Regions from separate parts of the Rattus norvegicus genome. Here region 2 is linked to region 1. Evidence: chromatin contacts called from public Hi-C data. All regions are on one chromosome and are shown on one strand. The core of a region is the stretch at or near the end of the contact, and the rest is flanking DNA. Distances in the headings are between cores, read along the strand shown.

Evidence for each region. A called contact is a pair of places that touch in the nucleus more often than the background predicts.
Region 2: a Hi-C map of mammary epithelial cells shows a contact between it and region 1, with 1.9 times the contacts expected there. The contact joins the promoter of LOC134484822 here to the enhancer-like site in region 1. A contact is called at or near these places in 5 of 12 Hi-C or Micro-C datasets (the A7r5 cell line, Schwann cells, frontal cortex and 2 more).

Annotation. Positions count from the first base shown.
Region 1 is chr1:176,703,678-176,711,339 of GRCr8, reverse strand. No RefSeq gene overlaps it. Among named protein-coding and RNA genes, the nearest start is that of Bmal1, 59 kb to the left of the region's middle. Within about 2 kb of position 3,554, at least 40 of the 93 cell types and tissues checked have an H3K27ac peak or open chromatin away from gene starts, as enhancers often do. A contact at or near this core is called in the A7r5 cell line and Schwann cells, where this site is marked.
Region 2 is chr1:176,918,151-176,925,812 of GRCr8, reverse strand. It overlaps LOC134484822, which reads right to left and starts at 2,662. Exons shown (of 3, transcript XM_063280717.1): 1 at 2,659-2,662; 2 at 1,789-2,624. The coding sequence starts at 2,662. It overlaps Btbd10 (BTB domain containing 10), which reads left to right and starts at 2,150. Exons shown (of 11, transcript NM_001399401.1): 1 at 2,150-2,335; 2 at 2,588-2,674; 3 at 6,538-6,602.

The DNA of each region.
Region 1 (7,662 bases), core at 2,305-4,804:
CAGGTGCTTGTAGAGGCCAGATGAGGGCAGCAGATCCCGCTGAAGCTGGAGTTACAGGTAGTTATGAACTGCTCAATGTGGGTGATGGGAACTGAACGTGGGTCCTCTGGGAGACCAGCTTTTCTAAGCACACCCCACGCCGCTGAAAAGTCTTTCCTGGGTTTATAATCACTTACAAGGCAACGTCCAGAGTCTCCAACCAGACAAGCTTCAGTCTTGCTGTCTGGTCCCTGCGTGCTGCTCCATCTCATTCCCTGGCTCAGTCTGGCTTTTCTACACGTGGTTTCTCTAGGAACCACCCAGCTATCTGCAGCTTCCAGTAGATGGTACTTTGTGCTCCTTAGCTTTGCTTTGTTTGTAAAGCCCACTACTATCTCCTTCTTCCTCTTTCTCCATAGTTCTGCTTTCCAGCCTTGTGCTTCAATGAGGGATGCTACCCCTCCTACCCCCCAACAGGCTTTCACTATAAGCAAACCCCTCTCCTCACCTTCCCAAAGTAGAATCACTGGTTTTTCCTTCCATGTACCTCTGAGCATTGTATAGATAACACTGTCATTAATTACCTCTCTGTATTTGTATTTAATGCCTGGTTCATTCCATTATTTGATAACTGTTCATTGAACATCTGCTACAAGCCAAGCACTGTTCTAGAGTTTGCCAGTACAATGAGGAGCGGAGTCCCTGCATTCTGTGAGTAGGATGCACAAAACTTGCAAATCGACAAGTGCATAATTTAAAGCCAGTAGAAAAAGATGGCTGGATATGGTGATGGATACCTGTCATTCTAACACTTGGGAGTCAGGAGGATTGACACAAATACCAGGCTGCTGGGCTACATAGTAATTACAAGATCAGAAAGGGAGTCATAACAAGATCTGTCTCAAAACAAAAAACAAAAACAAAAACAAAAACAAAACCCTGGAGAGCTGTCTCAGTGGTTATAAACACTTGCTGCTCTTGCAAATCACCTGGATTCAGTTCCCAGCACCAGTATCTCATGACCTGCACCAGTCCCAGGAGAGCCAATGCCCTTTGGTTTCTGAAGGCACCTGCATGCATGTGGCACACACACACACACACACACACACACACACACACACACACACACACAAATAGTAGGATCTTAAATTTCAGGTTAAAAAAATTATGACAACAACAATGAACACTACACCAAAAACCAAACAAATAAACTCACCTCAAAAGCAAAGACACAAAAGAAAACAAAGGACTGGGAAATTAAGGCTGGAATGCTGTTTCAGCTAGAGTGGGTGGGACATTTGGGGAACGAGGGCGGCGGCTGTGGGCAGTGCTGTGCATTGAGTGTCCTGAGACATCTGTGGGGAGTGTTTGAGGAACAGCAGGAAGTGAATAGGACTGGGGAGGAGTTGAGGGAAGGGCAGTGCTGTGTAGACAGGTCAGTAAGGGAGCAAGCCAGCATATTGGAGCATAGTAAGGCCTTTGGGGTTTATTCTGCACGAGCCAGGAAGCTGTTTCTATATCTCCAGAAGAGGAGCGAAATCTGCTTCTCCTTTACAAGGCTCAAGCTGGACCTGAGCAGCAGTGTGCTTGCCCGTATGTGCAAGGTCTTAGGTTTGAATCCTACGGTGCTCTGAATGGGAATGACTGCATGGGCTGCAGGGAGCTTTGAGGTTCCAAAACCCTCTGCAGTTCTCAGTGCTTGATAGGCCTCTCTGCTTTCTACTTGAGGATCCAGATCTTAGCTGTTCTTGTTGTCATGCCTTTGCTCCACCATCATGGACTCTAATTTTCTGAAACCATAAAGCCCAAGCAAATGCTCTCTGGTACATGTTACTTTGGTCAGGGTGTTTTGTTTCAACAATAGAAAAGTAGCTAATGCAAAACCCAACACTCTCTCTCTCTCTCTCTCTCTCTCTCTCTCTCTCTCCCTCTCCCTCTCCCTCTCCCTCTCCCTCTCCCTCTCCCTCTCCATCTGCCCCCTCTCTCTGTGGTGTGTGTGTGTGTGTGTGTGTGTGTGTGTGTGTGTGTGTGATAACTTAAAGGCTTCAGGCTGATATCTATGTATGAGATTAGAGCGGAAGGACCGGGGTGTGTGGGATACTCCAGCTGTGATGAGGAAATGACTGGTTGGGGCAGTGGTCATGATGAGAGAGGATGGATTCCAGTATATTTTCAAGGTAGAGCTTGGTAGACAAATTGGATTTGGGGAGAGAGAGAAAATCGGTGAATCAAGGGCGACTCTCCCTGATTCATTCACATGTCACTACTTCCCTCAAAACCAACCCTCTCCTCCTTGTCCCCCATTTTTCTTAAATCCTAGATGCTTTATGGTTAGAAGTGTATTTTTCTCTCCACAAGGAATTCACTATGTGTGTGTGCACATAATCTTCCTTCTATAACTTCTAGAGATGGGGGAAGGGTCAACATTGCTCTGCATCCCATCCTTGAGGTGAGGGAGGCGGCATCCCTCTGCTCTCCCGAGAGCTCTGAGAGCCTGTTCTAACCCTTTCCATCTTGGCCTCCTGAGTGGAATGCCCAGCAGTCACTGGTGTCTCCAGACCAGGGAATGAGCTTCCTTATTTTAAAATTTATTGGACCTGTTGACAAGAAGACATATTCCATCTACACCACCACAGGTGGCTGGGGTGGATGAGTACAGCTATGCAGTAAGAACTCAACTAAATCAAACATAACTCAGAAGCCAGGATAATGCAGCCGAGAACAAATAGACAGCAGCAGCAGCAGCAGCAAATCAGCAATAGCAACAAAACCCCCAAACCATTTCTTTTCACATGTTGGTAGAAACTCAGAAGGGAGAAAAGTGAATACAAATGTAATCGTGCTTCTAGACGTGACGACATTCTCACCTCTGCCCCAAGGCCAGGGTAGCTTGTGTCAGAATTCTGGTAAGACAGATACCTTAAGGTCCTGGTTGCAGCCAAGGCTCAGAGCAGGGCCCAGAGGAAGAAGTGATCCCCAGAGACGATCTGACATGCAGGATAGCATCCCACCCTGAGAGCCCCTGTTGAGTGAGACAAGAGGCCGCTGAGAAAGGCTCAGAGATTAAGGTCCTTAACCGCAAACTATGTCAGCTGAATCCTGAAGCAGGGTAGTTAGAAATGCTCACCCTGGCTCTCAGGGTATAGTGAACCCAGCTGTGGGGATAAACTGATGGTATAAAAGAAATGGCTTTTGGGGAGGGTGCCACATATGTGCCTCTCTCTCTCTCTCTCTCTCTCTCTCTCTCTGTGTGTGTGTGTGTGTGTGTGTGTGTGTGTGTGTTCCCTATTTCCTCTTCAAGAAAGGAGTTAGAAACTGTGAGAATAAAATAGGACGAGAGCAGCCATTAGCTTTGCAAACTGAATTCAGCATTGCTGATCTGGTCCCTTTAACATGGCGTAGGGCTCTGTTCTCTACAGCATTTGGTTTAAACTTGGAAACAACTTGCTAAGTCAGCATCTTCCTGACTCCCTTTTCCAGTTGAAGAGTGCCAGCTTGACGTGTCCACTGTTGGGAAGTAGTGAAGTGAGACTCCAGCCCCAGACATAGCAGACTGGGTGACTGGAGCCCGTGCTCCCGTTCACTTATGCAGCCAAGGGAAAAACAATGAGTCCTCCTTTGTGTGTGAGTCAGAGCAGAGTCTGTGTACTCACCCTTCCTCCAAGGTTATGCGTCTTCCAGAAGAATACAACCAGAGCCCCAGCCCTGGGGAAGAGCCAGGCTTGGGGCCACCGCTGCCAGAACTGGTTTCTGTCTGCTGGTTTCTGCTTTGGTGTCTCTTTGTACCTTGTCTGAGGGCTCCCTTCTGAGGTGCCATTCAGCTGAAGTCTAGGGAGAGGGAAGCTCTCTGGCTCACCGCTTCCTGGGACAAGGTGGACAGTGGGACGGGTCATCAGTCCTGATTAAATTCAGATCTCAGACACTTGACTACCCAGGCCAGGAGCCTTAGGCTTATTTGGGAGTTTGATCTTCATTCCATATTTTTATTTATTTTTCTCCAAGTATAAAAAGATAGCGTAGACTTTTCCCCAAATGACATTCAGCACATTGGCAGTGCAAGGGCAGTGAGAGTGCTTCGGAGATAAGCTGCCTAAGTTTCTTTCGTGTTTCTCTCATGCATCTTCAGGAAAGAGAGCAGAACTCTTGACAGGGTTAAACCTTAAGAGGCTCCAGATAGGACATAGGCTGCCATTTGTCACCAACCCAGTGGCTCCCAATTCTCTTTCATTGCCGAGATCCCCTTGAGCTGAATCATAAGAACCCTCCCTGCAAAAGGCAAAACACAAAGCCTTTGACTGAGAAGGAAAATAAACGCTAATCAGACATATTTTGCCTTAGGAAGGAAAAGGTGGGTGGAGGCCTTCAAGCAGGCTGGGCTCCTATTTGAGCCAACAGTCCCAAGGTGCTGTGTGCACTGAGATTTGAAGACTAGCTACTCCCTGAGAATGGCTCTAAGACAGTCAACGTCTCCATGGGAGATGCCCCTTTTGCGTGAAGAAAAGTTATTTTGAGCCTTCAACAAAGGGGAGGGAATAGAAGCCGCAGTTCTTTCTGGGAACTCACAGACTGGGCAAGTGTCCCTCCACTCAGGGACAATAGCTTGGAACGGAAATGTGTGACCTGGAATGGATCTGCAAATGCCAGGGGGCAAACTTGGGGAGAAAAGAGGAGATAAACCAGCAGCTTCCAAAGATTGGCAGGCCAACTGTGGATCGCTGCTAGGAGCACACGTCTTGCTACTCCTCCCTTCTCGAAGTCAGAATCATTTTCCTAGGCCCTTATCTTCTTTGTAATATGATCCCTCATGCCCCAGCCCCTGAGAAGACAAGGACAAATGTTTGTTCACCTGAGATATGGCACCAGCAAGCAATTAAAGAAATCATTCCACCCAAATCTGACTTTGGGAACCAGTGAGGCTACTGTGGTTACCTCCAGGATCACTGTGACTAAAGGCACCCAGCTTGGAGGACAACCTGGAAAAGCTGTGTCCCTGAAGAGCCAAGCATAGCTTATAGGCACCTTCCCCAGAGTCCCCCTTTCCCTGGTAATTGTTTACTGTAAGATAACCCAGGTGTGTGTGTGTGTGTGTGTGTGTGTGTGTGTGTGTGTGTGTGTGTGAAACCTGTAACTTCCAGAGCTTCCTGAGGCTACTAAGTTTCATGACCTCGCAGAGCCTTTTAGGATATTTCTTAACTTGAGGAGTCTGAGGAGACTCCACCTTCCTGCCTCTCTCCAGGAAGGAATGCTTCATCTTGGAGGGAACAACTTCAGAAAGCCCGCCATCCCTGGCCTTTATGTCACCTCTGCCTACCAGATCCCAGGCTCTCTATGGCCTCTTGCTTTGTAGCTGTCTACCTCAATTCATTCTCTCTCTCTCTCTCTCTCTCTCTCTCTCTCTCTCTCTCTCTCTTTCTCTCAATGGGATCTCTTCACATAGCCCCAATTGTACCTGAAACCACTCTGTAGACCAGGCTAGCCTCAAACCCACAGAGATCAACCTGCTTCTGCCTCCCAAGTGGTGCTGGGATTAAAGGCATGCACCACCATGTCCAGCTATCAGTTTTCTGATCTCTTCTCAGGGTTAACCTTGGACTGTTTTTGCTATAGCCAAGGTCTAGGAAAATCTGGGCTTTGTCTAGGAACAGCAAGGGGTCCCCTTAGCTCCCATATCAGCACCAGGGCACAGTCTGTGGGATGTCAACAAACATCTTAATTCAACTAAAACTTGGTCTCACATCAAGGATTTGTGCTTGACATCACACAGGGCTTGTGAAGGTCTGGTTATGATGTGACCTCTGCAGTCACACGAGTACCTCCATATTCTCACGACTCTGATCACAGTAAGGCAGGAATCATGGGTATCATGAGGCCAACTAGTCAAAGGGCCTCACTGCCCTTTACATCCTATCAGAGGCAATGTCAATGATGGCCCAGAATGGCCCATGCTGGTCCTGCCTTGTTGAGCATTGCAGTCTCTACAGAATAAAGTGCTAAGACACAAACTCATGGCGACACACATGTATTTTGCCTTATCTAGTTTGGAATGAAAAGTTGTCCCACCCTCATATTTCTTAAGACTATGAAAGCCAAGTGCATGGACTTTCTAAATAAAGAGGGACTTTAGTGAGTGGAGTTGTCATTCAGCTCTCAGTTCCCAAAGTGCCCCAGGTAGCTGAGATCATCAGCCTGCACCAAGCTTAGTGAGGAAGACAGGTCTTAAACCGTGTCTGACTCATGAAGGAAGCCAACAAAGGACCTAGATCAAGTCCACACCCCCACAAGACCATTCCATCCAGCCCTCGAATACATGGCATCATCAGAAAAAGTAATCAATAAGGGGAGAGAAAGGACAAAGAGGAAGAAGAAAGGAGAAGACATCGATAGGATGTGGAATTCAACCTTCTTGAATTCCTGCAGGACTAGTAACAGCAGCATTATGGAAGTGCTTTGGAAGAGGATTCTGGGAAGAAACCTCTGCTTCAAAGGCAGCTCACTAACGTGATTCATCAAAGCACTGTGAGCTATGGAGAGATGCTTGAGAGAGCAGACGCCTCTCTGAGGAAAAATGTCTACTCCAGTGGTAGACTCGCTTACCCAAGGCTGACACACTTCCCTGGAAGAGCAAGTTAGCAAATGATGATTATTTCAAGTCACCCACACCCAAGAGACACCTTCTTGGTATGTGGTTGTCCTTAAGGGACACCATTAAAACTCGTGTTCTGTAGCCCAGTTGGTCATCAGATGAATCATCAGATTTCCTTGGAGAAATGTCTTTTGTTTTTTTAGATTTAAAAAAAAATAGAAAACGTGTGTGAATGTGTGTGTGTGTGTGTGTGTGTGTGTGTGTGTGTGTGTGCGCGTGTGCATGTGCGTGTGTGTGTAGATGGGGTGTGTGCACATGTGTGAACACTTTCCTGCCTTCCCTTTTCCCCTCATTTATACTTTCTATCTTTTGAGACAGTACCCCAGAGCACAGCAGAAGCTGGATTGGACATCGGATCTCCTTGCCTCAGCCTCCCAACTGCTGAGATTTCAGGCATGCACTGTTGCCCATGGCCTTGTTCTGGTTGTCTTGCTGTCTGCCTCTATTGGGGACAGAAACTCTTCAAGTCAGGCAGCCCAGTTAGAAGCCCTTTCTGAGGTCAGGCAGCCCAGCTGTGCCTTGTGGATTTCTGAACCGCAGACAGGAAGGTCTCCATCTGGCTTGTTAATGACAACCATATTTTCAAAACCTCAGATTGGGGCCTAGTGTCTGACCAAGGCTGGGGCTCTACCTCATGAATGTAATCATGTGTGCTTCTCACTAAGGGACAGAATGACATCACTTGTCATTAGCCTTTTTCAGGGAAGGTGACAGGATGTTGGGACCACCAAGAACTCACTGACAAGTGCCTTTGGAACTCCCTTCTAGAGACAGTGATTCTGGAAGCTGGTGAAGTCCTGACTCAGGCACGAAGCCTCTCTCTGCCTTACAGATTGAACCAGCCTGGGCGATGCAGCACAGCTTAGGTCCATTGTGGTTAATGAGCTCACCCTGGGCTGCCGGCCGGTCTGCTGCAAGCTGCCAGCTTCTCAAACTGTGAATCAGCCTAGGCTGTCACTTGATTCAGCATGGCCAAGGAACCTTGGGAACCTCCCCAAACTGGAGCACTTTAGCCCAGAGCTAGAGAATCACAGGGAAGT
Region 2 (7,662 bases), core at 1,413-3,912, 220 kb before region 1:
TTTTTTTTCTTTTTACTTTTCCTGTTGTGTAGCTCATATTTCATTGTGTGACATATGTGATTTGAGATTTAATATTAGCAATTAAGATTGCAGTGTAATAAAAGAACCTTGATTTTGGGCAGATTTAGGTTGGTCATGCCTATAATCCCAGCACTCAGGCTGAGGCAGAATGACTACTTCAAGTTGGAAGCTAGCCTGAGCTATATAGTACATTTCAGGCAGAAGTATTTGAGACTGCCTCAAAAACCAAACCAAACCAACCAACCAACCAACCAAAAATACTTGAGTACCAAGCAAAATCAATTAATTTAGGTAACTTGGGCCATGAGATTGCACAACTGGTAAAGCGCTTGACACTCAAGCACTAGGAACTGAGTTCAGTGCCCAGTACTCAGTTAAAAGCTGGACATGATGGCACAGTGTTGGTGAAGCAGAGACAAGAGGGTTCTTTGGAGTTGGCTTGTAGTCGGACTAGCAGAATTTAAGAGCTCCAGATTCAGTGAGGGACTCTGTCCCCTAAAAATACAGTGGAAGATTACTAGAAAATGCCAAAACCAGTCTCTGGCCTCCACAGCATGGATATGTTTATACATATTTAACTGCAAACTCAGAGATTTGCCTGCCTTTGCCTCTTGAGTGCTAGAATTAAAGGCATGCACCACGGTCTGGCCAAAACCTTTTATTAGGAAATGACAGCTTCAATTTAGACATAAGGGAATGAATGAATCCTGTTTGACTAATCTTTCCTCCTAACTTATGCTATAGTTCATTTGAGATAAATTACAGAAGACTTGATATCAAGAATGGTGAGGACTTTGCTATTGTTGAGGGTTTTCTTGAGGTTTCTTTGAACATTATTCATATGACAAGCCTCACTAGCTTGCTCATCTTACAAAGTTTTGAAGATTTCCAGCAATTTCCAAGAATGTAGAATGTTGGCTATAAAAACATTATGCTATATAAGAATAATCTTTGTCTTCCTTTGGCCTCTGATATTTAAGTATTTTCCGGAGGAAAGTATGCTTACTACCAGATTTCCACTTCAAATGCTAATTTCCTTAGCAATCAATGCTGGCATACATGGTATCACACACGGGATCCAAGGAATTTTTTCTTAAAGTGACAAGATTTTTAAACAAAGTTCTTTTCACAAATCAGTTTTCATGCCAAAATACTGAAACCAGTATTGGGTTTTGTTTATGCCCTTCCTACTCTTCTCAAAATGGGGGAAATTCTGATTTAAATTGGACTCAAATGCCATCCATTCCCTAGTGATCTCACTCTAGCCCAGACACACCTGGAACTCAAATCTTTCAGCTTCTGCCACCCTTCCGAATCTTAAGACCAGAGGTGTGAGCAACGCACAGAGGGTTCTAAACAAGATTATCTCAGATCAGCTCCTATTGCTCACTCACAAAGGGGAGCACGTTCCCTAGCAAGCATAATGAGGATTATCTGTTCTCTGTGGGTCTGAATCCCCGGAGGGTGAGAGTTTTGAGCACCAAGGAGACGCCTTTCTCACTTTTTCATCTCTTTTAGAGCCTCACACTGGGCACTCGGTGGGTTGGGTGACACTGAAGGACCGGGACGCTACTTTGGCGAGCTTTTGCCTGCCAGAAACTAACTCATCCCATTCAGGTGATTCTTCACGTCCCCGAGGTGGCGCCACCGCAGGTGTGTCAGCTAGTGCACCGGTTCCCGCCAACAGCAGAGCATTTGAAACCAAGCAGCGGCCGCAGATCCGTGACCTCCGGACCACCACCTGCCAACGCTTCGTGTGGCCCGTACCTGCTCGCTGACCCCGCGTGGGGGAGGCGACCCGGGCGTTCGCTCTGCTGAGAGAAACGCTCTCCTAGAAGTCTCCCAGGCACTGCTTTTACTGGCCCGGAGACGCTGTCCGTTTTTCCCTAAAGGTGACAGGAAGCGTGGAGTGAGGATGTGCTCACGGGTGTGGAGGTGGCCTGAGACCCGTCCCGGCTGACTGCCGAACGCAAAGTCCACAGGCAAACTAAAGCACAGCACTGCCAGCGGAGACCCTGAAACACTACTCAGCCACCCCGTGCCCCGGCGCCACGCCCACTGTGGGAGGAGCGCCGCCCTTCGCGCGAGAACTCGCTTCGCCTCCCCTCTTCCTAGTGCGAAGTCTCGCGAGAAGCAGCTAAAGAGCCGGCCTGCAACCTGCCCGGGCGGCTCTGGTAGGCGCAGCCGGTGGAGCTGCCGCCTTACACCTAGTACCGGAGGGATCCGGTTGAGTAGGCGGAGGGAGCGGAGCGTCGCTCGCTCGCTCTTGTAGCTCTTCTCCTCAACTCTCGGTGGACGTCTCAAGGGCCGGCAGGTTGGAGTGGGCCGGGTGCGGGCGGCTGGGTTTACAGTGGAAGCCGAGGGCGAGGTTGGCTGCTGTGACTGGGGTCCGGGAGGCTGGCGGCGGCTCCAGGAGCGTAGGGAGCGGTACTCCGGGCCGCCGGCTCCGGTACTGGGTCGGGAGAGGCTGAGAAAGGTGCTGCTTTGGGGGTTAGGAGTCTGGAGGCCTTTCCCCAGGGGAAAAAAGGCTATTTTTCTCACACCTCCTTTCCAACCTCCTTTCCAGGGCAGAGTAACCCAGTGCCCCGCCCCTTTCCTGTCATCTTTGGGTCACCGCAGCGACAACCCTAAGGAGGCGCATCACAATAGGGCGGTGAGTAAGGCTCCAGGTTTGGGGATAAGGTGGTGGGGGAGTCGCCCTTTGGGTGGAGGATGAGACACCTGTAATGTGCTGTGTGGTTTTATCCTGTAACCGTATCAACAATGGTAAAGCTTTGTTTCCCCTAACTTGCCCAGTAAAGGTTCTGATTTACTCTCTGTAAGACACAAGCCCTCTGACACCTCTTATTTTGGGGGTATGGGTTTGAGAGGAGCTGAGATTTCACTTAGTTTGTTAATGTTGGCTAGTGTGCCTAACCTCAGCCTTTCCGGGCTTCTCTCTCTCTCTCTCTCTTTTTTTTTTTCTTTGAAATTTTGAGTCGTGGTCTCTTATTGGTATTTGGAGTCCAGAACATGCTAAAATGTTTTCCACTTTGTGCACTTAGTATGTGAAATTATTTTATAGCCATGAAAGAGTCTGCATGCTTTTTATTTAAGTTAACAATCTGGATGGAGCAGCACAGTGTATTGATTGATTGGCAGTTGGCTTTCTTTCTGTTCTTGCCTGCCTCCCACTCTTTTCTAGCTCCACTGGCTAAATTAGATCAGAACTTTTTAGAAATGGGTTTAGGAGTGAATTTTGAATGAAATAGACTATAGAAATGGATGATAAGATATAATAAAAACATGTAAATGTAAAGACTGAAAAAGTTTCTGTACTAGAGAGTCCATCTACAACTCAGCCCTCGGCATTGAACCAAGGACTGATATTGAATATCAAGCAGAAAGCATTAGAAAGTACTTGGAAAATTACTTAATGGGAGATAAAGATGAGTTAATATAGTTTTCGAGGACAGTTACTTTTGAAGATTTTAGGCATAATAGTTTTCTCTAACATAGAGCTTAGAGTATTCAGCATTTATGGGCGGAGAGAAGGTAAGGAGGGAGCTTCAGAAACATGGAGGAGCGAGTTTAGGACCCAGAATAATGGAGTTCAGAAAGTTCCAAGCAATGTTTTGAATTGTTAGACATTTTTTCATATTATTCAAATTTCCAGGTGGGCTTTTTTCCTCCTATGTTACCCTCCAGCCGATCTGAATTTTGTTTTGTTCTATTCTTCAAAGACTTGTGTAACTATTTTTTAACCATTAAATGAAATCACAAAGAACGGTGGTCTGCTTTATGGCCTTTTACATTTAAATGGTCTCATGGAGTGTCCAAGTGATCTGGAAATACTAGCATCCCTAGAATCCCTTAGAAGTAAGAGTGAGGACCATGCACATGCTGGCAGGTACTAGACAGCTGGCTGTTCTCTGAGAGACGTCAGGATTCAAGCCCATCTGATTAACTGTGTAGATGAGTGTGGAGTCAGTCTTCAGCTTTCTTAAAGAATACAGGAACTCCAGATTTTTAAGTTCGATTTCCCCATTTTTGAAATATTCACAGGTAAAACAAAAAAGCCTTCATGTAACACAACCAAACCTAGCTGTATTTTAACATACGAGAGTATTTTAGAGCTTTGTTTTATATCTTGGTTTAGGAGCTGTGTATAGGTCAGAATTAATTTTATAACTAGAAACAAGTTTAAATCAACTATGTCAGTTTGGAATTATAGATTTTTAGAATTGTAAAAAATGTCTAATCTTATTAAAATCAATACATGGTTTAGTGCCCTTTAAATACAGGGCTACAGACTAAACATAATTTCTAACGTAGTATCTCATTGTCTACACTTTTGTTTTTTGGGGGTTTTTTTGTAGTTTATTACTGGTTTGAAATCATTAGATGGGAAAAAATCCATAAATAAGCTCGTAAGTTTTAAATTGCATACCATTTCAAGTTCAATGATAAAATTGTGATTCTCACACTACCTGCGTGGAATATAAACCACTTCTTTTCTCCAGTGAATCTGACCAGGATGTGCTACCCATCCATCTGCCACTTTAGTAGTAATTTGTTTATCAGACTGACTGATAATTTTACAGTGTGTTCAAGAACTCTTATTTTATTTAGTGATGGCCCACAGTACAAAAGCAGTGCTGTTACTAATTCGTCTACGTCAACAAGAAGTCATAATGTGCTTCTTGTATGTGAGAAAAGTGAAAGTTCCAAACTTCATCAGGAAGGAAAAAAACCATGCCAAGGTTGCTAAGATGTGTAAATTTAGTCACAGAAACATTTTACTAGGATATATTACAATTTTTTTCTATCTTATTGTTAATTATTGTTACTGTGTGTAACCATTAAAGTTTCTCATAGGTGGTATACATAAGGATTCATTTGGTACTAGTCATAGTTTAAGGCATCTACTGATAACCTTGGAATATATACTTTAAGAGGGACTATATTAACATTTTACTATGGGAATAATGATGAAAACTTTTGATTTGTTTTTATTATTTAATTTAAAAGTATCAAGAGTATATTGCTTTATTTAGAAGGTTACTTGTACCTACTATGTAAAATTAAGTCCAGGATCCCATCTACCGTCCATTTCAGGATCTGAATACTTGTTATTTGCTATACCTTATCACACTGTGTCCCTGGGTATTGACTTTTACCAGAGGAAATACTCAGACCCTGGCGAATGGGTAGAGTGAGAAGCTTGGCAATGGGATGAAGAAGGCAATGTGAAACAAATATTCTTGTGCCTCTTCTTTACAGAAGCCATTGATTTAAATTCTTTTTTCTAGTAAGAAGAATGTGTACTTTGATTAAACTTTGTGTCTGATACATTGCATGACTTAATGGCATTTATGGAATTGAACCTTGTGGATTAAAACTCATTTATTTACTAGTAGGAAGTATTTTAATCACATAATCTGCTTCAAGCTTTGTTGGGCTGTGAGGAATGGGAGTTTATAGGTCAAACTCAAGTCCCAAGAGGTGGATATTGCAAAGTAAGGGTCTTTATCTTAGTGGTAAAGTCATGAAAGCCAGCCATGTAAGGAACAGAGTTTTAAAAAGGAAGAAGGAATAGCTAAATACTCCTTTGTTACTATGCAATTGTACAAAGAGGACTGATACAACTGAGTTTATTAAAACTTGTATGAAGACTGCAAAGGATATTTTTTTAAGTCAGGACTTTAGGCGGAGAGTGTAATATACTAGATTTTCTTATGTTTAGCCCAGTCTTTTTAAATTCAGTGAGGCTAATATCTCTTCATCAGTTCCCTGCTTGAGGAAGTGAAAAGAGCAAGGGATGAAAAGAGAAGATGTGTTATGTTTATAAAATGTTCCTGAGAGTTTTAAAAACATTTTTATTTATTATTTTCATTTATTACATCCTCACTGGTTTCCCCTCACTGCTTTCCTAGTTCCTATGCCCTAGTCTACCCTCTTCCCCAGAGCTGCTCCTCCTATGTTTCCCTTCAGAAAAGAACAGGGCTCCCAGAAATATCAACTGAACATGGGACATACTTCATATTAAGTTAAACGAAGCAACCTAGTAGGAGGGAAAGGGTCCAAAAAGGGGGCAAAAGAGTCAGAGACAGCCCCTGATCCCACTGTTAGTAGTCCCACAAGAAGACTAAACTAATAACCATCACTTGTATACATACAGAGGACCTAGGTTAGATCATACAGGCTCCCTGATTGTCAGTTCAGTCTCTGAGCTCCTAAGCACCCAGGTTAGTGAATTTTTTGTTTTAGGAATTGTTATATATTTGTGTAGATTGTCTTGATGTTCGGGTTGGGGGGTGTGGAACGTCATTTCCCCCATGTTTCTGTGGTGACTTACAAAGAAGGAAATGCTTGTTTGCAGGTAGCTTTCAGCCCCTCCTTCCACTCTCTGAAGTTATTTTTCCAATGAGGATTAGAGGAAGGGGTTGAATGTACTTTCCTCAGTGCCTTTGGTTCTGTTTTGGGGTCTCCTGTTTCTTAGAACATACATTTTCAATATATTCATCTGTATGGTAGGTTTATCTGAGCAGGCTGGACCTCTGTGAGGGAGAAGGAAATGGAACACCTACATTTCTAACTGGGTAAGTGTAATTTACAATTGAAGTGATTTCCAATTTGGCCAGTGGTTTGGGTTATATTTTTAATCCTCATCTATCTGACTCCTTTATTGTTTCTTTGTTAGTCTAAAGTAAAATTATGGCAGAGGTTGGCTGTGGGGAAAGAGATAGTAACAGATGTTTGTTATAGAGGAAGAGTTACAAGTTAGGCCTCCTTAATCCTAAATCTGAACTCTGAAATGCTGCAAAATCTGAATTCTTCTGAGCATCTCCCTAGTCACCATGTTTGTTTCATGTAGAAAATTATCTTTAGAGTATGTGTCTAGGCTATTCATAAAATGTAAATGAGTTTGTGTTTAGTCTTAGGCCCAAGATAATTCAGTTCATATATGCAAACATTCCAGAATTTTAGAAAAAAAAATCCCCAATCAATCTGGAATCTGAAATACTTTTGGCCCTAGGCATTTCAGATAAGGGATATTCAATCTGGTTTAGAGTTTTGTTTTTCTCTCTTTAATTGAATGTTTACTAGGGTTCAAGCTAATGTTACAGTTTCCTTAATATTTCCTCCTGGTTTACTTTGTGGTCCTTGAAACTGATACCTCTTTGCAAAGAAGGTAGCAAACTAGAACTCAGAGGTGCTCAGTTAGAACAGGTGAACAGTTAGAACTCAGAGATGCTTTCTAGAGAAAGATAAAAGGGTGGTGGTGGGTTCACAGGAGTGAGTTAAATACAACTGTAGAGTGTGTGGATGCTGGATCTTTGGATTAGAACAGGTAGAATCTGTGATCTCATTGTGAAATCTGAATAACTCCAGAATCTGGAACATTTGTTATCCCAAGCATTTTGGTTAATAGATACTTTACCCAAAGAGGAAAGAGTTTGTTACTTATGCATGCTTATGTCACAGATTTCTGAAGATTGTAAGGTATCGTTGCTTTATCTTTGCCAGTAAAAGCAAAGACACCTTTCTTTATTAATAATTATATTGTTTAAAAAAATGTAATCTACCAGATTAAATGTCCTTAATGTCCAAGAAGGATTGGTGCTAACCACCCCATGAATATAAAGTCCTTCCCTGCTT